7 separate regions of the Mus musculus genome follow, and all the other regions are linked to region 1. A link is a contact called in public promoter capture Hi-C data. All regions are on one chromosome and are shown on one strand. The core of a region is the stretch at or near the end of the contact, and the rest is flanking DNA. Distances in the headings are between cores, read along the strand shown. Region 1 holds the start of Capn8 (calpain 8). Region 2 has its middle 7.7 kb from the start of Gm33887. Region 3 has its middle 10 kb from the start of Gm33747. Region 4 has its middle 7.9 kb from the start of n-TSgct1. Region 5 has its middle 27 kb from the start of Tlr5. Region 6 has its middle 24 kb from the start of Vmn1r1. Region 7 holds the start of Vmn1r1 (vomeronasal 1 receptor 1).

What was found. Promoter capture Hi-C pulls out the DNA fragments that hold promoters and counts their contacts. Capture Hi-C pulls out chosen DNA fragments and counts their contacts.
Region 2: a contact with region 1 is called in a promoter capture Hi-C map of liver, with 3 times the contacts expected there. The contact joins the enhancer-like site here to the promoter of Capn8 in region 1. A contact is called at or near these places in 13 of 39 promoter capture datasets (the 3T3-L1 cell line, 3T3-L1-derived adipocytes, the HPC-7 cell line and 8 more).
Region 3: a contact with region 1 is called in a promoter capture Hi-C map of the HPC-7 cell line, with 4 times the contacts expected there. The contact joins the enhancer-like site here to the promoter of Capn8 in region 1. A contact is called at or near these places in 15 of 39 promoter capture datasets (the 3T3-L1 cell line, the HPC-7 cell line, cranial neural crest and 8 more) and 1 of 484 Hi-C or Micro-C datasets (embryonic stem cells).
Region 4: a promoter capture Hi-C map of embryonic stem cells shows a contact between it and region 1, with 2.8 times the contacts expected there. The contact joins the enhancer-like site here to the promoter of Capn8 in region 1. A contact is called at or near these places in 5 of 39 promoter capture datasets (the C10 cell line, HPC-7-derived erythroid cells, embryonic stem cells and 2 more) and 2 of 9 other capture datasets (liver and macrophages).
Region 5: a contact with region 1 is called in a promoter capture Hi-C map of hematopoietic stem and progenitor cells, with 4 times the contacts expected there. The contact joins the enhancer-like site here to the promoter of Capn8 in region 1. A contact is called at or near these places in 19 of 39 promoter capture datasets (the 3T3-L1 cell line, 3T3-L1-derived adipocytes, the C10 cell line and 13 more), 1 of 484 Hi-C or Micro-C datasets (bone marrow-derived macrophages) and 4 of 115 datasets of contacts at active chromatin or transcription factors (bone marrow-derived macrophages, embryonic basal ganglia, embryonic stem cells and 1 more).
Region 6: a contact with region 1 is called in a promoter capture Hi-C map of embryonic stem cells, with 7 times the contacts expected there. The contact joins the enhancer-like site here to the promoter of Capn8 in region 1. A contact is called at or near these places in 5 of 39 promoter capture datasets (the 3T3-L1 cell line, embryonic stem cells, hematopoietic stem and progenitor cells and 2 more).
Region 7: a contact with region 1 is called in a promoter capture Hi-C map of liver. The contact joins the promoter of Vmn1r1 here to the promoter of Capn8 in region 1. A contact is called at or near these places in 20 of 39 promoter capture datasets (the 3T3-L1 cell line, 3T3-L1-derived adipocytes, the C10 cell line and 12 more), 2 of 15 datasets of contacts at CTCF or cohesin (embryonic stem cells and large pre-B cells), 4 of 484 Hi-C or Micro-C datasets (bone marrow-derived macrophages, embryonic stem cells, liver and 1 more) and 4 of 9 other capture datasets (adipose tissue, embryonic stem cells, liver and 1 more).

What each region holds. Positions count from the first base shown.
Region 1 is chr1:182,563,525-182,567,124 of GRCm38.p6, forward strand. Capn8 (calpain 8) reads left to right here and starts at 1,483. Exons shown (of 21, transcript NM_130890.2): 1 at 1,483-1,773. The coding sequence starts at 1,537. It overlaps Gm46248 (a long non-coding RNA gene), which reads left to right. Exons shown (of 4, transcript XR_001779884.1): 3 at 400-529; 4 at 624-957.
Region 2 is chr1:182,248,406-182,251,680 of GRCm38.p6, forward strand. No RefSeq gene overlaps it. Among named protein-coding and RNA genes, the nearest start is that of Gm33887, 7.7 kb to the right of the region's middle. Within about 2 kb of position 1,331, at least 13 of the 459 cell types and tissues checked have an H3K27ac peak or open chromatin away from gene starts, as enhancers often do. A contact at or near this core is called in liver, where this site is marked.
Region 3 is chr1:183,074,066-183,077,290 of GRCm38.p6, forward strand. No RefSeq gene overlaps it. Among named protein-coding and RNA genes, the nearest start is that of Gm33747, 10 kb to the left of the region's middle. Within about 2 kb of position 1,361, at least 32 of the 459 cell types and tissues checked have an H3K27ac peak or open chromatin away from gene starts, as enhancers often do. A contact at or near this core is called in the HPC-7 cell line, where this site is marked.
Region 4 is chr1:182,062,289-182,065,498 of GRCm38.p6, forward strand. No RefSeq gene overlaps it. Among named protein-coding and RNA genes, the nearest start is that of n-TSgct1, 7.9 kb to the left of the region's middle. Within about 2 kb of position 1,608, at least 20 of the 459 cell types and tissues checked have an H3K27ac peak or open chromatin away from gene starts, as enhancers often do. A contact at or near this core is called in embryonic stem cells, where this site is marked.
Region 5 is chr1:182,926,063-182,929,528 of GRCm38.p6, forward strand. No RefSeq gene overlaps it. Among named protein-coding and RNA genes, the nearest start is that of Tlr5, 27 kb to the right of the region's middle. Within about 2 kb of position 2,044, at least 67 of the 459 cell types and tissues checked have an H3K27ac peak or open chromatin away from gene starts, as enhancers often do. A contact at or near this core is called in the HPC-7 cell line, bone marrow-derived macrophages and hematopoietic stem and progenitor cells, where this site is marked.
Region 6 is chr1:182,180,439-182,184,071 of GRCm38.p6, forward strand. No RefSeq gene overlaps it. Among named protein-coding and RNA genes, the nearest start is that of Vmn1r1, 24 kb to the left of the region's middle. Within about 2 kb of position 2,188, at least 7 of the 459 cell types and tissues checked have an H3K27ac peak or open chromatin away from gene starts, as enhancers often do. A contact at or near this core is called in embryonic stem cells, where this site is marked.
Region 7 is chr1:182,156,436-182,160,154 of GRCm38.p6, forward strand. It overlaps Vmn1r1 (vomeronasal 1 receptor 1), which reads right to left and starts at 1,663. Exons shown (of 1, transcript NM_001166728.1): 1 at 743-1,663. The coding sequence starts at 1,663. The coding sequence ends at 743.

The DNA.
Region 1 (3,600 bases), core at 233-2,732:
GAGCAACCACTGGTTCCTGTGACTCAGCACGAATCTCAGTTAACTAGGCAATAGGGTCAGGAATAAAAATGCCTCCTCCACCCAAATTAGGGCTTCAAGGCTTCTAGGATCTTCAGTGTTCCAGGCAACGTCAGGGGATGGGGTGGAGCTGGGGTTCTGGTTTAGAGGAAGGGTAGGTCAGCCTTGTGCAGGGTGGAAACTTAGCTGTGAACCCTCAGTGAGCCCAACACTGAGCGAGTGTTAACGCAAATAGAGGCGTTGAGGGAGTAATGGGGGCTCCTGAGGCACGGAGGAGCCAAAGCTTTCGTATAACTGCCTCCTGTCCTGGAAGGTCATGCTGACCTTGTATTTCTGGTGAATCACGGGAAACCCTGCTTTTGTCTGTTTCATGTCTGGCAGGTAAACATGCTCTCTCAGAAGCACCAAGCTCAGGGCTGAACACGTGGATGACCCTCAGCGGGAAGACCGGCAGCCTCAGAGGCTGTCTGGTTCAGAGACCAGTGTGAACCCGCTTTAGAATCATCTGCAGGTGAATGGTCTAAAGACTCTGATATGGGTCCTAGAGACTTAGCTCAGAACTGCTGAATCATGATTATTTTATATTCTGTTTTATTTCATTTTAGAGACAGGGTCTCACGTAACCCAGGTTGGATTTGAACTCACCATTTAGCCCACAGTGACCTCAGACTCCTTATTCTCTGGTCTCTACCTCTGAATGTAGATTGTCCTGCTTGTGCGGCAAGCCCTCGTATCCACTGAGGCATCTTACAGCCAGCCCCCAGAACACTCTTTGAGATGGTGGCGATTAATGCAGGTTACTAGGGAGACTGTGTTGTGGGTAAGTAGTTCAGAGAATTCTTGTCACACTGTACTGGCTGCCTGTGTCTTCTGTAACAAACGAACACAAGTGACTGAAAAGAGCAGAAGTTGGAGATGGAGCAATGGCTTAGGGTTTGAGAGAGCACTGGCTGTTCTTGCAAAGATCTGCGTTGGACTCCTAACACCCACATGGAAGCTAACAGTTGTCTGGAACTCCAGTTCTGGGGACTCTGGTGCCCTCTTCTGGCCTCCAAGGACAGATCACTTATGTAGTGCACAGGTGTACATGCAGGCAAGGCACCATGCTCGGTAAAAATGAAAGAGCAGAGGGTTAGTCTCTTTCTGTTCTGGGCACCCACAGACCTAAGTCATTTCCACTGGACTAAAACCAAGGCATGAGCAGGGCCTCTCCTTACAGAGTCTCTGGAGGAGAAATCACCCCAGCCTATCCAACTTGGAGACTCCTGATAGCCTCCATTGTGGTGTCCAAATAGTGAACAGCAGGAGAAGGTGGGGCAGAGTTGCCTGCACCTTGGATACATATTTGACTCTGTTTATGACTCATGTCCCTTTGGAACAGGGCCTCCCTCAGGTGCAAAGTTTACAGGCCACACCTCCTTGGGAGCTGCCTTAAAGGGCAGCATCCCCATAGGGCAGATGTCTGAGAGGACACAGAAGCCCTGCTTTCCTGTCACCTACAGGACGCACAGGCAGGCCATGGCAGCCCTGGCAGCTGGAATATCCAAGCAACGTGCAGCTGCTCAGGGCCTTGGCTCTAACCAGAATGCTGTGAAGTATCTGGGCCAGGACTTCGAGACCCTGAGAAAGCAATGCTTGAACTCAGGGGTCCTATTTAAAGACCCGGAATTCCCGGCATGTCCGTCAGCTTTGGGCTACAGGGATCTTGGACCAGGCTCTGCAGAAACTCAAGGCATCATATGGAAGCGACCCACGGTAAGGCAATAGGGAAGTGACCATGGCAAGGCACAATTGAGTGTCACACAGGGTACAGAGTTGTCACATCAGGTCAAGAGTTGAAGTAAGTAACAGTGCAGGGTTCTGTTTTCAGATCCTATAGTTCTGATATCCGCCTTACTTCCTAACATTATTTCTAAGGAAGAACACACACAAGCTTTAGAGCTGGACAAGTCAGACCTCATGAGTGGCTCTGCTGATGTGGCCTTGGCTCTGCTGATGTGGCCTTGAGCGACAGCTCTCTGAGCTTCAGTTTTTCCACCCTAAAAATAGTGCGGCTGGAACCATTGTATTTCAGTGTGGTTAGGAGAATGAGAAATAAATCTCAGGGTGTAATTGTCCTGCGTGTAAGAGACACAGAACACAGGGTACTTAGCACTGCACAGTGCCCCCGGGCCAGCACACAGGGGAACAAACCAAGGTTAGACACAGTCAGCTAGGGGCAAACTGTGATAGCATCGCTGCTGAGGGACATGGGTTACTGAAGGTCATAGAAGGTTCCACCAAGGCTGGAGAGAAGAGAGAGGTGGAGGCCATCCTAAAGTTGGTGGGTGTGGTCACACTGTGGTCTTGATGTACATGTCCCTGATGATAATGGATGCTGTGCTTTCTATATCATGGGTGCATCCTCTAGAGGGACAACTGTTTAAAACCTTTGCTCATTTCTCAATGGTTCTGCTTGCTTTTTTGTTTGACTTTGCACTTTTGAGGATAACCCTTTCTTTACTTTGGGAGCATATATGTGTATATATATATATATATATATATATATATGTGTGTGTGTGTGTGTGTGTGTGTGTGTATATATATATATTGCATCTAATAATCCTGGACATTAAGGTGTTTGCTTCATTTGCTCTTCTGCATCCTGATAGCCCTTTATTTTTACACACATACAAGAGAAAATATGTGATATTTATCTCTGTGAATTGGGTTCACTTCAGGTAAAATGGTGATTTTTTTTTTTTGCTTCTGTCCATTTTCCTATAAATGACATGATTTTCTTCTTTATAGTGAACAATACTGCACACACACATATAGCCCCACATAACTATATATTTTTTTATTTATTCATCTGTGGATAGGTACCCGGTTGACTCCATACCATGGCTATTGTCAGTAGAGCTACAATAAACATGGGTGCACAAGTGTCACTATTGTAGCTGACTGTGATTCTTTTGGATCTACACCCGGGGGGAGTATGACTGCTTCTGCTTGTTCTTATGCTTCTAAGTAGAAGGTCTACCTAGGCTCTTGTCTCAAGGAACGGAAGACACATTTGTCTACGTGAAGGTTGCCAGATCACACTTGGATTCTCAAGATGAACGCTCTGTTGGGAGGTTGAAATCCCTTAGGGTTTTTCTGTTTACATGGGTGAAATGCGGCAACTCTACCCCAGAGACAGCAGCTGGTTGCGCTGATCTCCAGTGCTCTTAGCTCCTTGTCTCACCGTGTGGGCTCAGCATCTATCCCAAGCTCCTGTGATGTATGTAATGCCCCGTGTAAATGGACTTAGCGCAGCCTGGTCAATATTTTTTTTCTTCTGCCAGAAGTATCCTTTCCCTCGACTTGGCAATTGAGCAGCATATTGATCTTAAGGAGAAATACTTAGTCAAGAGCGAAGCCACACCAAGCACATAATAAGGACCCCGGTTAAGAGACACATGGAGGGGTCGAATTGTTGGAAAGTTACTGAATGGAATGCAGTAGGCTCAGTTTGGAGCATCCATTCTTTCTCTAACTGCTACCTCTTGGATTAGTAGCCTTAGGGTTTCCAATTCAGCCATGATTCTCCTGTGCAGGGAG
Region 2 (3,275 bases), core at 81-2,580, 320 kb before region 1:
TAGGTCATAGACATCAGCATAGACCCTGCTGCTGCATGGTTACAGGTCCAGATGTGGCCTTCAGTGGCAGCACAGGCCAGGACTTTACCCTGGTTTCAGGTGGCAGAGCAGGCTACTCATGTCAGACTATTCCTCTCTACTCTCAAGTCTTCAGATCCACCTCTCTTTGAAGCGCTCAAACCGTTCTGTTTCTCTTCCTAGCCCATCTCTCCAACACATACTTACACATTAGAGTGGCTCCCGCTGTGGGTAGGTCACACAGCCATTGGGCCTCCGGGTATCTTTTGCCTGCCACACAGTGTGGCAGTGGACAGGCCATTCCACTCTTATTTTCAATGTGCTATATTCATTTATCACCATCTGCTGTTCAGTTCTCCTGAACTCAGTCCTTCCCAGTGCTCTCTGTCTTTGTGGAGTCCCTATGCTTTTGAAGGGTTTGGTTTGTGACATATTTAATCTCTCTCTCTCTTTTTATTTATGGCATTGACTATACTTGATTCTGGCTCTGACACAGGTCTGACTGCCTTTTTTGCTTGCTTGGTTTTGTTTTCTAAATCATTATTCCACTTCATTCCATGAAAGTTTTCGAGTTCTTCTCGCATAATTAAATGGGAAAGTGCACACGAAAGAGAAGAGAGGCTATGAAGGATAACAAATCCAGTTCCTCTTCCTGAGGACTTCACAGATGCTTACAGACACTGAGGACTTCACAGACGCTTCAGTGGAGCGAGACAGCAGTGAGCAAAGGACACAAGGAGGGGGTGCATCTGAACCCCAGGAGAAGAGGGAGGCCAGTCTAAGACTGAAAGCCAGAAAGCCAGCATCAGGAGACACGAATGTTTAAGGATGGAAGGGAAATCAGAAGTAGCGGCCAGGGACTTTAAACAGTTAACAAATGTGAACAGCTCTGTGCTTGTTATCAGCAGGCTTCGAACACAACCTAGTGCTAAAGATTAAAAGCGATTTAACAACAACAAAAAAAAAAAAAAAAAAAAAAAAAAAAAAGAAAGAAAGAAAGATTGAAAGAGAAAGAAAACAAAGGCCTTTCTTACAACGGTGTGTTGGACCAGATTCAAGCTCTCTGGGAGCGTAGCTTATCTACCGCACGGTGTGTCCTGGTTGCTCAGGCTGTTTCTTGTTTTCTATCCACTCTAATTTGGTGCAAATTGAAAAGCTACTGATCAGAAAATGGGTCAGTGAATGACACAGGGCATGTTGCCAGCACTCCTGCAAACAGAAAGGAAGACGGACATTTTAAAGTAGTCCCCGTGTACAACTAGACACCCATCCCTTCTCTTACGTAATGCCCCCAACCCGTAGTAGGACAGTTGACAGTGTTCATATTTCATCAAAGAGGACAATTGGGGTTGTTCAAGGTGACCTTCTGTAGCCTGAACTCTAATCCGTGGCTGTCTGCACCTTTGCTGGTGAAAAAGATCAGCTCCCGTGTTCAGAAATACCTGGCATTACACCTGCCATGCTCTCATGGTCACAGGCTCCAGTTTTCTGCTGCACTTTTTGTGCTAAACATTGCTGACACGGATGGTGAGCTAGTACCAAGTCTTCTGCCCAGTTTCGTGTTTCCCTTTTGCCTAAGAGAGGACCTTGCCACTAGGGCAGTAAGTGGTGTCTGGTTGGTGTGACATGCCCAGGACAGATGGCTTCTGCATAGAAAACCCTACTGTAGGTGCTGCTTGCCTCTGTCGACCTCGAGCTGGTTATCTTGTATTCAAACACTGTAGCCTATGGAGGAGGTCACCTGATAATTCCTCATCTGATTTTGAAAAGTACTTTAAACATAAAATTAAAAGGCCAGACGTGTGTCTCAGTGGTGAAGGGCTTGTCAGGTATAAGCTCCTGGCCTCAATCTTTAGCATTGAGGTGTGGGAGAAATTAAACAAAACAAAACAAAACAAAACAAAACAAAACAAAACAAACAAACAAAAAAACCCCACAGCTACATTAGTATTGGAGTTTTAGGCTTCTTGACAGTGAAGAGTGCTGTTTAAGCTTGCCATCCTCACTTCCATCTTTTCTCTCTGAGCACCAAGAATAACATTCATGCTGTCTTGGCGAGGCAATGTCTTAGGCAAATATGAAGTGATAATCCGGCATGTCCAACTACATCTACCCACTAAAGAGACTAGTCTCCTGGGGGGGAGGGGGAGATCTGCATTCTTAACATAACTTCAAAGATTTAAGAAGTAAGATGATCTGGGTACTTATCTCCTTCTGGATGCTTCTTTGACAATGTGGGACAATGTGAGTCAACTCCTACTCTTGTCCCCGAGGGGTAGGGAGAGTCCCAAGGCAAATGGCTACCAGGGAGTAGATGAGAAGGTAGAAGGCCCAGCATGCATCATAGCCATCAATCTTTGAAGATCACAGTGATTAACAAGATGGATAGCCATCTGGCCTCCAAGAGCCTCCTCCTGCTTTGCCTACACAGCTGTTCCTCTTTGCTCTCAGCGTCAGGGTAGAAGTCTTTAGTGCCTCTGGCTGCCTGCCCATTACTCATCACCCAGAGGTGCCCCAGATGTCAGTCCTCTGTTTTCACAATCTCTGCTGGAATGCAGGTGTTTGTCGCACTGCTGTGAGAACCTCCTAAGTTTCAATGTCCTGCGAGACATAAAACCATGCCAGGAAGTTTGGTAAGGTAGAGCAGGTCGAGACCTGGAGACTCTTTGGACACACACCTGAGGCTCAGGTGACTCCCAGCTCCCTGCCAGACTCCTGACTCCTGAACACATGCCATGCTTCTCACATCATAAAAGAAACCTGTTCTATGGTCACGTAGGCTCAAAACAGAGTTCTCCATGCTCATGAGGTACCTAGAGGACTTGAGGGCTTAACAATAAGCTTCCCTTCCCAGACATTCCTCCCTGCAAAGGGTATTTAAACTCAGGCCCACCCTGAGAAGTAGAGTATGGATTTATGCATCCATCGTCTACCCTGACAATAAACTCTTTAGAACCATGGGCTGTCTCTTTTGTCAAGATCTTCCATGAGGAACCCGGGGAAGGTTTTTGTCTACAGAGGCACAGCTTTAATCTCTAGTAGGAGGCTTCTCTGTGCTTCCAGCCACAATCACCACCAAGCCTGCTTCCACCAAGCTAAGGACAATCAGTCACTGGGACAAGCCAGGGATCCCTCCTCCTCCGGCCCTGGACTAGATGCTGTCTCCAGCCTCCTGTCCCGTGCCCCCCTCCCCCGACTCCATTCTCTGCTCTTCTGTGACTGGGGCCATGCGTGCCCAGTGCTGAACCCTGGGTGGC
Region 3 (3,225 bases), core at 111-2,610, 510 kb after region 1:
ACTGAAGGGGTCATGCAGTGTTTTGGAGATGCCAGTACCATGAGATGACCACCAAGAGCAGCAGCAGCAGTGGAGTCCAGGCATCTGGAGCCTAGAGGATCGACGTGTGTGCTACAAAGGGCATGGCTGGGAGAAGTGACCCAAGCCCTTGGAGGAGCCCAGAAGATGTGTGAGTTGGATCCCAGACATTGGATGGGTTAGAGATTGACTTTTTGCTTTTGATTGTGACTGTGCTCTGATATTTTCCCTCTTGAAGGAAGAAACTATTTTTAGTGGAGCCCACAGTTAAGAGATTTTTAATTGTAAAAAGACTTTGGATTTTAAAAGATACTGGATATTTTAAAGGGATTGACTTTTAATATGTAAAGACTGTGGGACTTTTAAAGTTGTTTAGATCTTGGGGATGAATAAGAAATTAAGGGTTGAGGCTTTCTAGTGATGTGTTTGTGTGTCAAGTTGACAAGGGGTCAATTGTACTGGCTAGTTTTGTGTCAACTTGACACAGCTGGAGTTATCACAGAGAAAGGAGCTTCAGTTGAGGAAATGCCTCCATGAGATCCAACTGTAAGGCATTTTCTCAATTAGTGATCAAGGGGGAAAGGCCCCTTGTGGGTGGGACCATCTCTGGGCTGGTAGTCTTGGTTTTATAAGAGAGCAGGCTGAGCAAGCCAGGGGAGGCAAGCCAGTAAAGAACATCCCTCCATGGCCTCTGCATCGGCTCCTGCTTTCTGACCTGCTTGAGTTCCAGTCCTGACTTCCTTGGTGATGAACAGCAGTATGGAAGTGTAAGCCGAATAAACCCTTTCCTCCCCAACTTGCTTCTTGGTCATGATGTTTGTGCAGGAATAGAAACCCTGACTAAGACAGCAAGCATGTGTAGGCCTGAGGGACTGTGTCTGGGTACCAGAGGCAGACATTACCGCCAGCCCTTTGACTGTCTCAGAGAAGCAACATGTCACCGGAGAGGCTTTGGGGGTTTAAAGACTCACGTTATTTCCAGGTTGCTCTCTCCCTGCTTCTGGCTCTTGCTCATGGTTCAGCATCCTGCCTTGCTCCACCATGCCTGCTGCTTGCTGCCTCTGCTCCCCAACAGTGGATTCTTATCCCCCTGGAACCAGAATCCAAAATAAACTGTCACTTCCTTTGGTCTTGGTGTTTTATCACAGCAACAGCAAAGTGATGGATACATCAGGGGTCGTCAGAGACGCGCGAAGAGACCACGCTACTGTGCTACCGATGAGTGTTTTGCTTAAGACACACAGAGCCAAGCTGCCTTCTAAATATTTATACAGACATCCACAGAAGCTCCTCTCAGCCTGGCCGCTGAAGCTTCTGTTAATGCAGAGTCATTAGCACTTAGCCCTAAAGGAGGCATCTGCCTCACCACCCCCAAGCTCCAGGGAGATCGTGGAGAAGCGGCCGAGACCACAGGAGCGAGGTGGGTGGAGAGGAGTGTGCTGTCAAGTGTCGTCTTCCAGAAATGACACAGCTGTCACAATCATGAATACACAGCCTGTGTGCAAGGCCTGTCAAAAAGCAAACTGAACAACAACAAGAAGGCTTGCGAGCAGGAAGCTGACTAGCTGGAAAGAGGGAAGCCAACATGAGTGGAAGAGAGATAAGGGAAGGAAGGTATTGGGGTGTATATCTATACAAAGGTTCAGGGTGGGGGAGGGGGCGGAATTCACCTTCCCTGAACCTTCTGCAAGGCTGATCGATCAGAAGGTCAGTGCAGAGCCTGCTTACAGTCTGTGTGTGTGCGCGCGCGTGCTATCTTTAGCCTCATAAATAGCCATTCCTTGGTCACTCTGTATCAGACCTAAAATCCTATGACTAACAAGAATTTATCAACTTAACAGGATTCTAGTTTAACCAAGCAGAAGGCTGGGCGTCATCAGTAGCACCCATAGGAGTTGAAGCCTACAGGAGAGGTTCGCCAATGTAATGTTTCTACCAATATATTTGAAAATGCCTTGATTTGTGACTCTGTTCTCTTACTATCAAAAACTCAAACTATTTACCATGCTGGGATTGGGGGTAACCTAAATATGTGTTTAGGCATGGTCACTCATATTTGGTTTCATAATGAACCATCTCTTATCCCCTTTAAAGTGAGAGGTGTATTTTCTCTCTCTCTCTCTCTCTCTCTCTCTCTCTCTCTCTCTCTCTGTGTGTGTGTGTGTGTGTGTGAATAACATGTTATGTAACCATTAAAATAATAAACCCCATAAATATTTATGTATATGCATATGCATTGTATGTAGTTATTCTATTTTATAACTTCTTTTTTCACTCAACAGTGTCTTAAATGTCTTTAAAGGCTAGTTTATAAACATCTACACCACCCTTGTTAATGTGTATAAGATATTCCCTCTTTTTACTTAACCAAGGCTTTATTAATGAACATGAATTGTTTCAAGGCCTAGGACTGAACATTCCCACACATATATTTAGCTCATTTTGTCACTATTGATGGAGAAAAAAATTCTATGAATGAGTCTCTTCTAGGACAAACTGAATGTTCATAATATTCCTAGACACTGCTCTTTGAAAATGTTATTTTTATTTTATTTTTTAGAAAGGGTCTCAGTATGTAGAACAGGCTGGCCTGGGACTCACAGATATCCCCCTGCCTCTGACTCTGCAGTGCTGGGATTAAAGGTGTGTGCCACTATGCCTGGCTTTGCTATGATCTCACCCATAACAACCCATAATCCCAACAGTGCCTCTGTCACCCTCTCCAACACTGGTTGATACACTAGCTCTGACGTCAACAATCCATTCTCTCGTGCTTTGGGCCATGCACTCGTTCATTCATTGGAACAGTGGATAGCTGACTGATTTAACTTAAGGAACATGTACTCAGAGAATGTAGAAATGTCCCATAAAACACTCGATAGTCATCGTTTACAAAGTCCAGTTGGAGAGTGTCCGAGGCACTTGATGAACATACTATATGAGCATGTTGGCATAAATTTAGGACATATGTCAACATAGCTCATTTGCTCTCATATTCTAGCCAGTCTGATAGGTTAAAGTGGGATGCTCACTGCTGGGGAGAAAGCTCAATGGGTATTGAATCCCCAGAGCTCACATACAAGCTGGGTATGTTACTTAACCACAGGGAGATGGGATGTGGATGCAAGAGACGTCCAGAAGCTGGCTGGTCAGCCAGCCTGGCATTCTCAGTGGAAGAGCAATAGAACTTATCTCAAGGTAGAAAGT
Region 4 (3,210 bases), core at 358-2,857, 500 kb before region 1:
ACAGGGCCTCGTCACTTGTGACCTTAGAGGGAGAGTGAAAACAATAAGCGACAGAGTCAGAAGTGTACTGGAGAATCTTGTTAAGAGCTTGTCAATCAAAACAGGGCAGGTACAGGAGGCCAGACAGGGGGTGGGAAGGGTGGGAGCGAGGGCTCAGTGATTAAGAGCATTTGCTGCTCTTCCAGAGGACTTGAATTCAGTTCCCAGCACCTACCTGATGGCTCACAACCATCTGTAACTCCAGTTTTAAAGGATCTGATGTCCTCTTCTGGCCTCTGAAGGCACCAGGCACATGCATGATGCACATTTATGCATGCAGCTGAAACATACATGTAAAGTAGAAATAAGTCAATAGAGAGGTGGTGTGACAATGAGCTCAAGATAGAAGAGGGCTGGGGATGTGGTAGGGCACACGTGTAGCCTGAGGGTGGTCCTTGTTCAATGCCCTGCACCAAAGATACACTCAAAAGTGGAGAAAGTCTGAGGCTGTAGGCTGTGGTAGATCTAGCCTAGCATACCTAAGAGTTAGGACCTACCTATTGTAAACAAAAAAAAAAAAACTGAGCCAAAAAAATGTAGCAGCGGACTGAGCTTGTGTGCCTGCATCCAGGAATCAGTGCATATGGTGAGGAAGCACTGTGGGCAGGAGGGGCTGGTTGGGGAATTAGAGTCTCCAAAGGCAAAGGATCTAGGGGCTCAACGGTAGGACCAACCTTGGCTCCAAGGTGAGATCCCGCCAGTCTTGGTCATTTAGTGCTGCTGCCACACAACACACCCAGACTGGGCAACAGTAAAGGCAAGAAATGTACTTCTCATGAGGTGTTGGCGCCTGTTAGGGGTCTTCTTGGCTGTATCACTCCTTGGCATAAGAGAGCCGGGCGTGGTGGCGCACGCCTTTAATCCCATCACTTGGGAGGCAGAGGCAGGCCGATTTCTGAGTTCAAGGCCAGCCTGGTCTACAAAGTGAGTTCCAGGACAGCCAGGGCTACACAGAGAAACCCTGTCTCGAGAAAAGAAAAAAAAAAAAAAAAAAAGGAAAAGGGGCCGGGCAGCGGTGGTGCACACCTTTAGTCCCAGCACTTGGGAGGCAGAGGCAGGCAGATTTCTGAGTTCAAGGCCAGCCTGGTCTACAGAGTGAGTTCCAGGATCTCCAGGGCTATACAGAGAAACCCTGTCTCAAAAACAAAAACAAAACAAAACAAAAGTGCCCCCCTCAACGTTGTATTGCTCCAGTGTAAAACTTTAACCAGGGGGAAGCATTCAGACAAATACTTTTCTGACAGATGAAGGTAGGAAGTGATTCAAAGATACTGAGCAGGTGGGGGAGGGAGCCGGTAGACTTGATATCAGGCTCTTCCTCAAGCTCCCAGCTCCTCTCACTGTCTTTGCTGACAGTGGAAGAACTTTGAGGGTGCCGAGAGGCCAGGATAATGGGCAACAGAGCCAGAGTGCCAGAATCAGTCCAGCGTGTACGTATCCAACACGTTCCCAATGCAGAGAAGCCTTAAAGATACAGTGACGGAGGGTCTGAGTCCTCTCCCAGAGCTTGTAGACTGGAGGAGGAGCCTGCACAGGCAGTGTTAAAATGGTGGTGAGTGTGGCTTGTGCTGAGTAGGAAATGAGTGGAACACAAAGGCCAGAAAGACTACTTCCGGTGGGGAAAGCCTCGCAGTGTGGCTGAGTGAGGAGAAGTGGTGTAGGTGAGAAAAGCTAGATCAGGCCTCTCTGGAGCACTCAGGTGTAGCCTGCAGGAAGGGAAGGCTTCCCGCAGGGCAGCCGGGAGGGAGGGAGGAAGGAAGGCCTGTGAGGAGAGTGTACAGACCTTATGGATGGAAAGAAGCAGAAGCTTAGAGACAGAACCAGACCGGGCTAGTTGGCTGCCGCAGCGGGCTTCAGTGACTGGCCAGGTGAGGCATGGATAGGAAGTGATGAGGGAGTCACTCAAAGGAGAATCGGTTTTCTGGAGGAAGATGACAAGGAGCTTATTTGAGCCTGTGGACCAGAGAGGCCTTTAGGGATGTAAATGGAAGACAAGGACCCCCAAAATGCCAGCACTTAGGAAGTATAAGCAGGAAGATCAGAAATCTATGGTCATCTTCAGTGACAGAGGGATTAAAGCCATCCCGGGACATATGAGACCTTGTCTAAAATGAAACAGAGGCGGGATAGGGGCACAAACCGGTCATCCCAGGACTTGAGAAGATCAGGAATACAAAGCCAGCTCCTGCTACATGAGCTGCCTGAGGCCAGCCTGGGCTACATGAGTCACAATCTCAAAAATAAATAGTCAAATAATAAATAAGTAGTAAGAGTGAGTCTGTCAATCTAGTGCCGAGAGGCCGGAAGGGCGCCTCGAGTCTCTAAAACCAGCTCAGACTGGGTAGTGAGTTACAGACCTGTCTGAAGAACGAGAGTCTGAGAGAGTGACAAGTGTGGGGGAGGGGGACACAAAGATGTTCTTAATTGTGTCGCTCTTGAAAAATAAAGACAAGAAAGTACACAATCCAGTCGGGTGAGGAGGGGCAGGAGCTGTAAAGTAAAGGTGAGAAGCAGACACAGGGAGGCCATCAGACAAAGAGTGGAGTGGCACAGGAAAGCCAGAGGAAGTAGCTCACTCAGCCTTGGAGGAAGAACGGTAGTCTAACCATTAGAAAACCTTTCTTAAGCCAGGCACAGTGCTTACTGGGGACAGGGGTGGGTGGGTAGAGGATGGAACTCAGTGCCTGGTGCATGCTAGGCAAGTGTGCCTGCTACAGAGGTATGCCTTTGCCCACCCATAAAGTAGATACAGTTGATATGTACATTTTTAAAAAGAAAATAATCTCTCTCTCTCTCTCCCTCTCTCTCTCTCCTCCACCCTTTTATTCTCCTACCTACCTTCCACCTCTCTCTCATACCCACACTCTGGAGAACTCATGAAAGCAAGCAAGGTCTCTCAAACTGGGCGCTTGCCAGTTTGGCTAGACTGGCCTGGGATCTTCCTCTCTGCCTCTGCAGAGCTGGGATCCTAGGCCACCAGGCCTGGCTTTTAACATAGGTCCTGGGAGATCTGGACTTAGGGTGCCTGTCTTCCTCAGCGACTGTGTTACTGACCAAGCCACCTTTCCAGCCCCACTGGGGACGGTTTTTAACTAATGTCTCCTCAATTGTCACGGCTGGTAAAGAAAAGGTCCCAGGGCTGGTGAGAGACTGAGCTGAGATTTGCAGGTG
Region 5 (3,466 bases), core at 794-3,293, 360 kb after region 1:
GCAGGAAATAGAAGTCTCTAGCCTAGCAGTTGCCTTATGGCAAGGGGTATCTTGGCATGTAGGGATTGGTCAGGGATGACTTCAGCCAACTTGATCCATTTATCTATAACCTCTGTGATTTGGGGGGGGGGGGTGTTACTTTCCTTCTATTCACTGATTGGGTTGGGCCCAGGGCAGTTTCTTCCTGGAATTTTTTGTGGTATTTCTATGAACCAGAGTCCAACCCGGGGACAAGTGGGCTCCAGATGTTAAGTCAGCTTACAGATTGAGTTTCTCACGTCGCCTGTGTTCCTCATGTGCATGAGATACTGGGGCTCAAGAAGTCTACCCGAGCCGGGTGTGGTGGCACACGCCTTTAATCCCAGCACTCGGGAGGCAGAGGCACGCGGATTTCTGAGTTTGAGGCCAGCCTGGTCTACAGAGTGAGTTCCAGGACAGCCAGAGCTATGCAGAGAAACCTAGTCTTGAAAAAGCAAAAACAAAAACAAAAACAAACAAACAAACAAACAAAGAAGTCTACCTGAGTCTCATATTCGATGTTGTAGTGTCCATGTGACTGTCGATGTGACTCACAAGCTCCTCCCAGACGGCCCATCATAAATCATAGTCCGGGCTGGGCAGAGTACTTGTCTAGCATTGGCACATCCCTGGCTTTGATCCTAAAATAATACATGCATGGGGAATTATAACTATAATCTAAACATTTGGCAGGTAGAAACAGAAAGCTTCGAAGTTCAAGGTCATTCTCAAATATATAGGGAGTTTACAGCCAGCCCGGTCTACATGAGACCCTGTTTTATTTCTTAAAAAATAACAATAACTGTAGTTGGGATGCTTGCTGGCCAAAGCTGCCAAGCTACATTTCAACAGCCTAGGGATCAACTCTGAGTAGCCAAGGGTGAAGACCAGACTTCTCTTTTTGGTTAAGTTTTTACTACCTACCTGCTGACAGACATTTGGAGTGTGGGCAATAGCGGCTGTTTGGAATAAAGCTATTATCATGGAACAACATGGGTGGATCTCAAACACAATAGGAACACAGACCAATTATTCCGCAGGAAACCACAGAAAGAGGGACTCTCAATGTGTGGTGGTGGTAAAAGGATTGCTTGTAACTACAGACGATGAGGGGGCAACAGCATTTTGTCCTGTGCAAGCCACACACACCATGAAGTGGATGTTTTTCTCAGCTCGTCCCTACTTACCGAGCTCTTGCCAGCCACTCTGATAAGCACTCCACCATAAAATATAATAAATAAATATAATAAAATGCTTATGCTTTGATAACACAAGTGGGCATTATGAACCCTCATCTTACAGCAAGATAAAGGAGCTGAGGCCGACAGAAAAGAAATGACTTGCCAAAGTGACACCAGATGAACAGCACTGCTTGGCTTTGAACCTAGGTCTGTAGCATACCAGAACATCAGCCTGGGTCAGCACTGTGGCCTCCCCTCACTCCTCTCTGGATGGCAATCTGTCTTCTCATCTGTGTCTTTCAGGCCTTCCCACTCACGAGCCATCCTCAGGAGCAGAGGAGACATCAGCTTTAAGAGACAGGACCTTGCATTGGAATAGTTTATAAATAGATATTTTCTGTTGATACATAATAGCCATACATTTTATGAGGTGCAGGGCATCTCTTTAATATATGGATACAATGTATGCAGTCTGATGGCATAGCTGGCATAGCTGTTGCCTCGGATACAGATAGCTCTTTGTTTTAAAGGCACAGCACAAAAAAAGCCAGAAGCCACTTCTCCCCAACTTTCTCTATTATTGTTTTTCATGGTGTGTGTGTACGTGCAGATCAGAGGTTGATGTTGGCTATCTTCCTCAATTGCTCTCTACCTTATTGTGGGGGTAGGGTCCCTCACTGGCCGAGTCATCTCCTAGGTTCTTTTCGTCAACCCTGGCATTGGCTGTACTGAGGGGAACGTGGCAACACAAACAGAAAGGGCAAGTGTGCTCTGCACAGTGGTGAATGAGGGAGCTTTGCGACAGCAGCAAATGAGCAGGAAGCTGAGGACTGAGTCGGTATGTCGCATCTTTTCCTTCCTCCGTGATGCATCTGTGGTCTCCCAGGCAGATCCATCTGTGGCTCACCAAGATGCTAGCACAAGAAAAACACCGAGTTTACTGCCACAAAGAGAGATGGCAGAGTTGCAACCGATTCCAGGGTTCTAGTTTCCTTTTCCTTCAGCTGACAATTTGCAATGTTGACTGTGTAATGATCAGTGGAATAATGAGTGAATCTTAAGTTCTTCTGGAGTCTCACCTTGATGGGTTTCACAAGAGTGCTGGGTAGTGTGAGTCAGGGTTTGCACCAGTGATCAGAAACATGGAGCTGAGTCTCCCTGGGACCCCTGGGTTGACCGAGCTGCTGCCTGTTGTAGCGCTCGGAACTGCCAAGTCACTGCACATGCGTTGACTTTATGAGCGCTCAGCCAGGTTTCTCATGGATCCCTAAGGATCCCTTTTCCCCATCCTTCCCTGGCTTTGGTCTCCCTTTTTTCTAACACGTCTCTCCTTCTACTCTTCTGGTCTGGGAAGCTGTCGAGGTAGAACTGATAGGGTTGAGGCACTCTGTCTAAAGCCGTTCTTGCTCGGCACTCTCTTGCTCTTTCCTATTCCAGCCCTCACTTTCCCCACTTCCTCTTTTCTCAGGGAAGCACTGTCAATAAATCAACTTTTCATTTCAGCATCTGCTTTCCTGAGTCTGCCCTCGGTGCTGGTTTTGTAATGTTAACTAAAATAAGTGCTTAAAGAACACTCTACCTGGACCTGGAGAGCTGGCTTGGTGGTTAAGAGCACGCTAGCTGCTCTTCCAGAAGACGGGGGCTAAATTCCCAGCTCCCACCGCACAACTGACCGTAATTACAGTTCCAGGGGATCTAACTCCCTCACACGGACATACATGCAGGTAAATCAATGCACATAAGAGAGAGAGACAGCAAGAGAGAAAGAGAGCGAGAGAGCGAGAGAGCAAGAGAGAGAGAGAGAGAGGGTGAGAGAGAGAGAGAGAGGGAGAGAGAGAGAGAGAGAGAGAGAGAGAGAAAGTGCTTCACCTCTTTCAATACTAAGTAGAGCTGCACACATCTGCCTTTAGACTCTGGCCACCATGTCAACTCGTGATGGACTGCAAAGTCCCCTGAGTGTAAATGTGCTTCTTTTTTTTTTTTTTTTTTCCCAAGTCAGGAGCACAGCTTTTATTGAGAATTCTCCTTGATTTGTGTGCCATGGTAAATGGAAGAGATGCTGTAGTATCGATTGTGATGATGCAAACTTCTACAGTATATGTGCTTCTTAAAAGAAGCACTGCTATTTTCAGGCTGAGAATACGGTTCTGTAGATAAGAATTCTTGCTTCGCAAGCACAAGGACCCACTTTTGAATCCTGGGCATCCATGTTACACTTGGGCATGGCTCTACGAGCCCAGCACTGGGGGAAGTGAGGCAGACAAAGA
Region 6 (3,633 bases), core at 938-3,437, 380 kb before region 1:
GAGTTTCCTTCAGCTTCAGCACAGATAATTAAATTGTGTGCTGTAGACGGTGTTTTAAAATGTTGAATAATAAAGCTTTAATTTGTATATTAATAGTCAATATATATCTCAGAGCTTACAATTACTTAAAATTGTTCCTTCCTCAGTTACTATAAATTCTCAAATTTGCAATCGTTTATGCATATACAACTCATAAGAAAAAATGCTGGTCTTTATGAAGGCTGTTTTTGGACATTTAAAAATGTGTCCTAGATTGCCTGGACAAGACCTCCTAAGGCAATGCCATGCTAGATTTATATTCCAGCCAGATTACAGGCCTTACACAAAAATAATTGGCCATATTATCTCGCTCTTTACATCATCAAAATAGTAATGACTTAAGATAATATTTTGGTATTTTTAGAGAATGTGCATGTCAAATTGTAAAAAATTTGTTCTTAGTGTCCTCAGTTTCTACCTATTTCCACATAATGGTGTTAGTTCTTGAGGACTTATACTTAATCAATTGTTACAAATGGATACTCTTATTTCTGATTAATAAATAAATAAATCATGCACATGTGGCTATTTATACCGTTTCAAGCTTTCTAGTTACAACTGCTCTACAAAAGAAACAACTAAAAGTGTAGTTAGCTATTGCCTATGTTAAATTTTTTTATATATATACTTGGTGTTGCAAATCAGATTAAAACAGATAATGGAACTGGCTATAACATTCAAGTATTTGAGATGTTTTGTCAGCAATTTAATGTTGCCCATGCTACTGAGACTTTTTATAATTCTCAAAGACAAGGTATCGTGGAACTTTAAAAACTATATCTTCTTAAAAAACAAAAAAGGGGAGGAATTATATTCTCATGCACATTATTTAAATCACATTTTTATTTTTAAAATTTTAAAATTTGGATGTCAAAGAACTTACTAAATGCCTTATAGTATCTTAAAAGTAGACATAATCATGTCTAGGTGAGATGAAATGGATCTACTTATTGACACGTGGCTTGATCCTGAACAGCTACCCTATATTGGGGAAGAGGAAAAGCTTAGGTTTTCTCCACAGAATGCTGCAGAAGCATGACAACTGCCAGAATGATTCGTGCGACAGGCTAACCTGTGAGTTCGCTGAATGCCCTGACTGTGGTGACAAGAAAGCTGATTTGGGTATATGTTTCTGACCCACCTTTGCTTGCCTTTGTACCAGATTGGACAAGCTAAGCTGCCTTGCTTCAAGCCTTTTAACCTTATGGGACAGAGAACATTAGAGACTGTGGAAACTGACTTAAAAAGGTAGTCATAAAGAGGAGTTATAATGATTCTTCTCTTTCCTTTAATGTGACCAGTTATTCTAACACAATCTTGGACTGGTCTAGTAATAATTCAAATATTAGAGATTCCTATTGAAGATAGCTAAAAATCCTTACTAGCTACCAAAGTTAACTTGGAGCTTTGCCTATTTACATGAGAAACAGCCTTTCTGTTGATTCTCAAAGTCACTTCCCCCACACTGGGAGGTCAGTGTTTGAGCTTGATCATTGCTAATTTGCAACTGAGTAGAGTACCTGGACTTCTGCAAAGAAGCTTTTATCCTGTTGTTTTTCAACTGTCTCAGCTTTGTTTTTCAAGCAGGTCAGTCAATGCCCTACAGACTGTCTTCAGCAAGCTTGCAGCCACCTCCAGCAGGTGCAGGTGGCAGAAATTCATCAATATGAAGATGCATATTGAGTATATATTGTGGCTTTGGTCTGATTGGAATAAGGTGTGCTATGAGGGCCGGTTAGCCAATGACGGGCAACCAGTTTCTGAACTATATCAATCTAAGACAGAGGTATATGCCAAGAGGCCATGGTTTATTAATAATACACCACAGAGCCATGTTTGTGCAAAATAAACACAAATAAGCTGCATACATTCTCCTTGATGGATATGAATAGTTCGTGGAAAATCTGAATCCCCAAGCCAGGCACCACTGCCAGCCACCATAATCCCCAGGCAGGACTATGGAGCATAAATAAATTTTATGCCCCAGTCCAGCTAATTTTTATTACATATTTAGGGAGGAATTGTAGCCTCCCCTAGCCTTGAATAGGCTGGCTTTGACCTTGCTGCCACTGAGAATGAGATCACCTGGGGTGGACCCTTCTGACTTAGATGGCTCTATTGTTCTGTTGAACCTGCTGCTGCTCTTCTCCAAGACACTGCTACCTGCTGAGAGGCCCTTGAGATATTCTGGAGACAGCATCCAGCAGATCGCCTACAGGCTGGCAACAGGCACAAGAATGGATTGGCGGGCGATGGGTCTCCTCCCCACTTTACAAGCACAGACTCTTTGTAAACTTTGGGGGCCTTGAACAGAACCATGTCTTGGCCTCCATTATTTCTCTTGCCGTTTCCTTCCATACAGCTCTGGCCTCTCACTTAGGAACCCAGTTAGTGTGGCTGCAAGCTGCTATAGTCCCTAACCAATATCAACCTAAATGTAGGGAATCGCAAAGTGTTTCCACTAAAATCAGGAACAAGACAAGGTTGTTCATTCTCTCCACACCTATTCAATATAATATTTAAAGTCTTAGCTAGAGCAACAGGGAGATAGGGGGATACAGACAGGAAAAGAAGAAGTCAAATTATCTTTTATTTGCAGATGATAAGACTAAATATATAAATGACCCTAAAAACCCCACCAGGAAACTTCTACAACAGATAAATACTTTCAGCAATACCAAATTAACTCACAAAAATTAGTATTCTTCCTATATGGAAATGACAAATGGACAGAGAGAGAAATCAGGAAACTTTTACTATAGTCTCAAAAAATATATAAAGTATCTCGGGATAACCCTAACCAAGCAAATGAAAGACTCATGTGATAAAAACTTTAAGACACTGAAGAAAGAAATTGAAGAACATGTCAGAAGATGGAAAGATCTCCTATCTCAGGGATCAGTAGGATCAATATACTGAATGTGGCCATCCTACCAAAAGCAGTCTATAGATTCAGTGTACTCACCATCAAAGTTTGAACACAATTTTTCATAAAAACTGAAAGGACAATTTTCAGCTTCATATAAAAATGCACAAAAGAAATCCTATTGAAAACAATTCTGGAAATATCATCATCCCTGATCTCAGTTGGTACTATAGAGTAATTCATCATCATCATCATCATCATCATCATCATCAGCAGCAGCAGCAGCAGCAGCAGCAGCAGCAGCAGCATCATCAGCATCATAAGCATAGTATTGGCATCAAACAGACACAAGTCCATACAACTGAGGAAACCTGATTTTTGATAAGCAAAAAATGCACACTAGAAAAAGGACGGAATAGATGTTAAGAACAACAATTAATAAATGGGACCTTGTGAAATTGAAAAGCTTCTGTATGGCAAAAGACACCATCATTTGGTCAAAGCTGCAGGATACAGAATGGGAAAAGTTTATTAATTACACATCCCATAGAGAGTTAATATCTAAAATATATAAAGAACTCAAAAAACTGGACATCAGGAAAACAAATAACCCAATTAAAATGGGCTACATCCACTCCAACAAGTGCAGAACAGTATTTACAAAATGAAACAATGAAATTTGCATGTAAATGGATGATGTTAAATAAAATCATCAGCCAGGTGGTGGT
Region 7 (3,719 bases), core at 413-2,912, 410 kb before region 1:
CTCTCCTTCTCCCTTTTCTTCTTTTTAAAAAAGATTTTTAAATTTATTTTATGTATATGAGTACACTGTAGCTGTACAGATGGTTGTGAGCCTTCATGTGGTTGTTTAGAATTGAATTTAGGACCTCTGCTCTCTCCAGTCAACCCCACTCACTCTTGTCGGCCCTACTCTGGCACAAAGATTTATTTATTATTATACTTAAGTACACTGTGACTGTCTTCAGATGCACCAAAAGAGGGCATCAGATCTAGTTATGGGTGGTTGTGAGCGTGAACTCATGACCTTCAGAAGAGCAGTCAGTGGTCTTACCTCTTAGCCTCATAGTGTATAGATCATAATATATAGAATTTTGATTCATGATCACAATCATGATAATAATCCATGATAATAATTTACATACCTAGTTATTGAACTAAAGGCCACCATGACTACTGACATATTAAAAGTGTTGAAAATTCTCATATATAATATGTGAGCTACTCTATGCTGTAATAATTCAGTCTTCCTTCGGACTACTAGAATTATTAGTAACTTTTATTATTTCAGAATGGCTTATGTTTCAATGGTAAACTATATATTTTTTGATGCTTATGCCAAAAGTAGGTTTAACGGAGAAAGCATTTCAATGTCTTTATTTTTATCTAGCCCAGAGATCATGTATGGTATGCCTTGATTGATTACCCTGAAGTCAATGTGCTAGTTCTTGTGAAGGAAGCTTGTTCATCACAGAATAATCAAATATTTACTGTTGGCCCTGTGTGTTTTTCAAACAGTTAATCATACGTTGTTCAGTACTGATGAACACCAAAGGACTGAACGTGGCATAACCACTGGACACAAACATCTGGACACAGCGATGGGTTGGGTCATTATTCCACATAACTCTCCAGGAGGAGGCAATGGAATCCAGACAGTACGTGACCAAAAAGAAGCTCACTAGCAACAGAATGTTCCGGACGGCCCTCTGCTCTGGGGATGCTTTGCGGGAAATGCTGGTGTTGTGAAGGTACTGACACTGCCTTTTATGTCTGCACAAGACAGTCACCATGTATATACTTGAAAGTACCATGAGCCCTACTAGAGAGGCATCCCGGAAGGCAGCCAGTATAGAAAGTAAGTGTCTCATGGTGTCACTAACAACCCAGAGAGAGCAGGATTTAGTGACCAGTATGAGAATGTGTGAGGTCACATTGTGGGCGGCCACAATGGAGTTTGAAAAAACATTAATGGACATGTGGAAGGCCCACAGGGAAAGAAAGCAGCACAAGTTGTGCCAGAGGGAGTTAGGTTTGACCTTTGCCAAACAGGAACTTCTGGGGCTGAGGAGGATGACCTGGAGGACGCTCAGGTGACATGTGGCACAAATGGAGACACCCCTCATCAGCCTGTACAAGGAGATCACTGATTTACATGTGAAGTCATCCCAAAACCCCTGGGACCCCAAAATGTCTGTAGCCATGGCAGCCATGGCCAGCAGCATCACGATGTGGCTTAGAGCCAGGACACCAATGGTTATGTTGATGGGCTTGTGCCTGAGTTCCTGAAAGAATGTGACCACGTGGGAGAGCAGGAGGATGGTGTTGGCTGAGACCCCAAAGACAATTTCAGAAAAAAAAGCATTTCTTATGCCATTGATATTGTATACTGGGTCGTTTCTGTTCATCTTATGGGGGAAAGGAACACACAAGGACACATCTGAAAGCAATGCAAGAAAAACCAGTTATTACCCACTGCTGTCGTTATCCATCTCAGCCCACACTATGGCTGTCTCGGAATGGATAAATCATGGTGTAGCCTGATCTGATCCTCATGTTCTCCAGGGACCATCCCCTCTCCCTTCTCCCCTCTCCTCCCCTCTCCTCCCCTCTCCTTCCCTCTCCCCTCTCCTTCCCTCTCCCCTCTCCCCTCTCCTTCCCTCTCCCCTTTCCCCCCTCCTTCCCTCTCCCCTCTCCTCCCCTCTCCTCCCCTCTCCTTTCTCCCCTCCCATCACTTTCTGGTCATGGCTGAATTCTATATCCTAATACTTGTTCCTGCAGTACATGTACTTTCTTATACTACAAAAATTACCATATAGTAGAGCAGATCTTACCTGAATAATATATATATATATATCTTTTTTTTTTTTTTTTTTTTTTTTTTTTTGGGCAACAGCAATGTCTTGCTTGGCTTTAGCCCTCCTCTTCCTCCTCCTTTTCTTTGAGACAGGATTTCATGTTGCACTGGCTAGCCTCGAAGACACTATGTAGCTAAGAGTGATCTTGAATTTCTAGTTCTCTCCTCCAGCACGCCCCCCCTCCCCGCCCCCCTCCCTGTCAGGTATGTACCATTATGGTTTGTGTGGTGCCTGGAATCCAACCCAGGGCATTGTGCCTGTGAGGTGAGCACTCTATCATCTGAGCTCCACTCTTAACTCCTCAATCTGCTTCCTCCCTCTTGATGTCAGTACAAAGTAACAGTTGTATCTTTTTGGTAGACTTAAATGAGGAAGTAGCATAGAAACAGAAATGAGGTCTTCCAAGTGTCAATGGATCAGATAACTACTTATCAGTATTAACATTATTGCTATTAGTATCAGTATTAACTTTATTCTAGCTGATGTATTACTAGAACAGATCTTGATACATCAACAGAAGGAATGTTGGTCCCTGTGGACTGATTCACACTGGTTGAATGAACATCCATGATCTGCTATACTATGAGAATGATCTTAAGTAGCCTATAACTCCAAGGTCCAGTCATCGTTTATATGAGAAAAGATGAGCTATACATACCAAGCTTGAGAGTGTTTCAAGTCTGTGATGATGTCTATAAAAAAGCAGCGATTGCTTTTTATTATTGTGTAGTTTCTCATACATGTAATGGGATATTTAGTACAGTTCTTTTAATAGTTGATCAATTCAGTCTCTGTTAAAAGATACAAAAGTTATCAAAAGCTTAGAATGGAATATAGTATCTGGTAGAATTTTAGATTTTTCCACTTTAACTTCCCAAGGTGGGACAGAGATTTCACATGGGTGGTGTTGTTGCTATTGTTTTGTTTTTAAATCATCATGCCAGAGTGACTAGTTCATTTGAATACAATCCAGCTATTAACTGGTAGAAACACAGGTTGATCAATATGTTTCTCTTTAGGTATGTGGAGTTGGTATGGTTGGTAGAATTGGAATTAAAGTAGGGTGTAACAATAAATTATTTCTTGGCTCTTTAGACCACAAAATTTTGCAAAATAGGACACTAATGGTGTGCCCCTCCCCCAGCCTTGAGGGGGCTGGATCAGACCTTGTCTGCCACAGTCAGCTAGCCCACCTAGGGTGGAATCTTCCGACCTAGGTAAAGTCTATTGTGTGCCCCATCTGCAGCTTCCTGCAAGAAGCCACCACCTGCTGAGCAGCTGAGCTTGTCTTCCTGAGGGGACCCTGACAAGGTGACAAGATCCTGGCATAGTTGGGGATGGATGGGTCTCCCCTCTTTAGACATTCAGACCCTAGAATTAAAGTTGAGCCTTGATCAGAGGACTTCGTCTTGGCTCACTCGTTATTTCTCTCGCCATCCTTCCCATCCATCCCCAGCTTTCCTTTCAGGAACCCAGGAACCCGTGGCTGCTGGCGGCTACATAACAGAATATAAAATTGTTAAAGATGCTTTTTATTTTTTTAAGCTCTTATTTTACATCCTGTGCACATGCCTGTGGGTGTCTGCAGGTGTGTGTCTGTGACTGC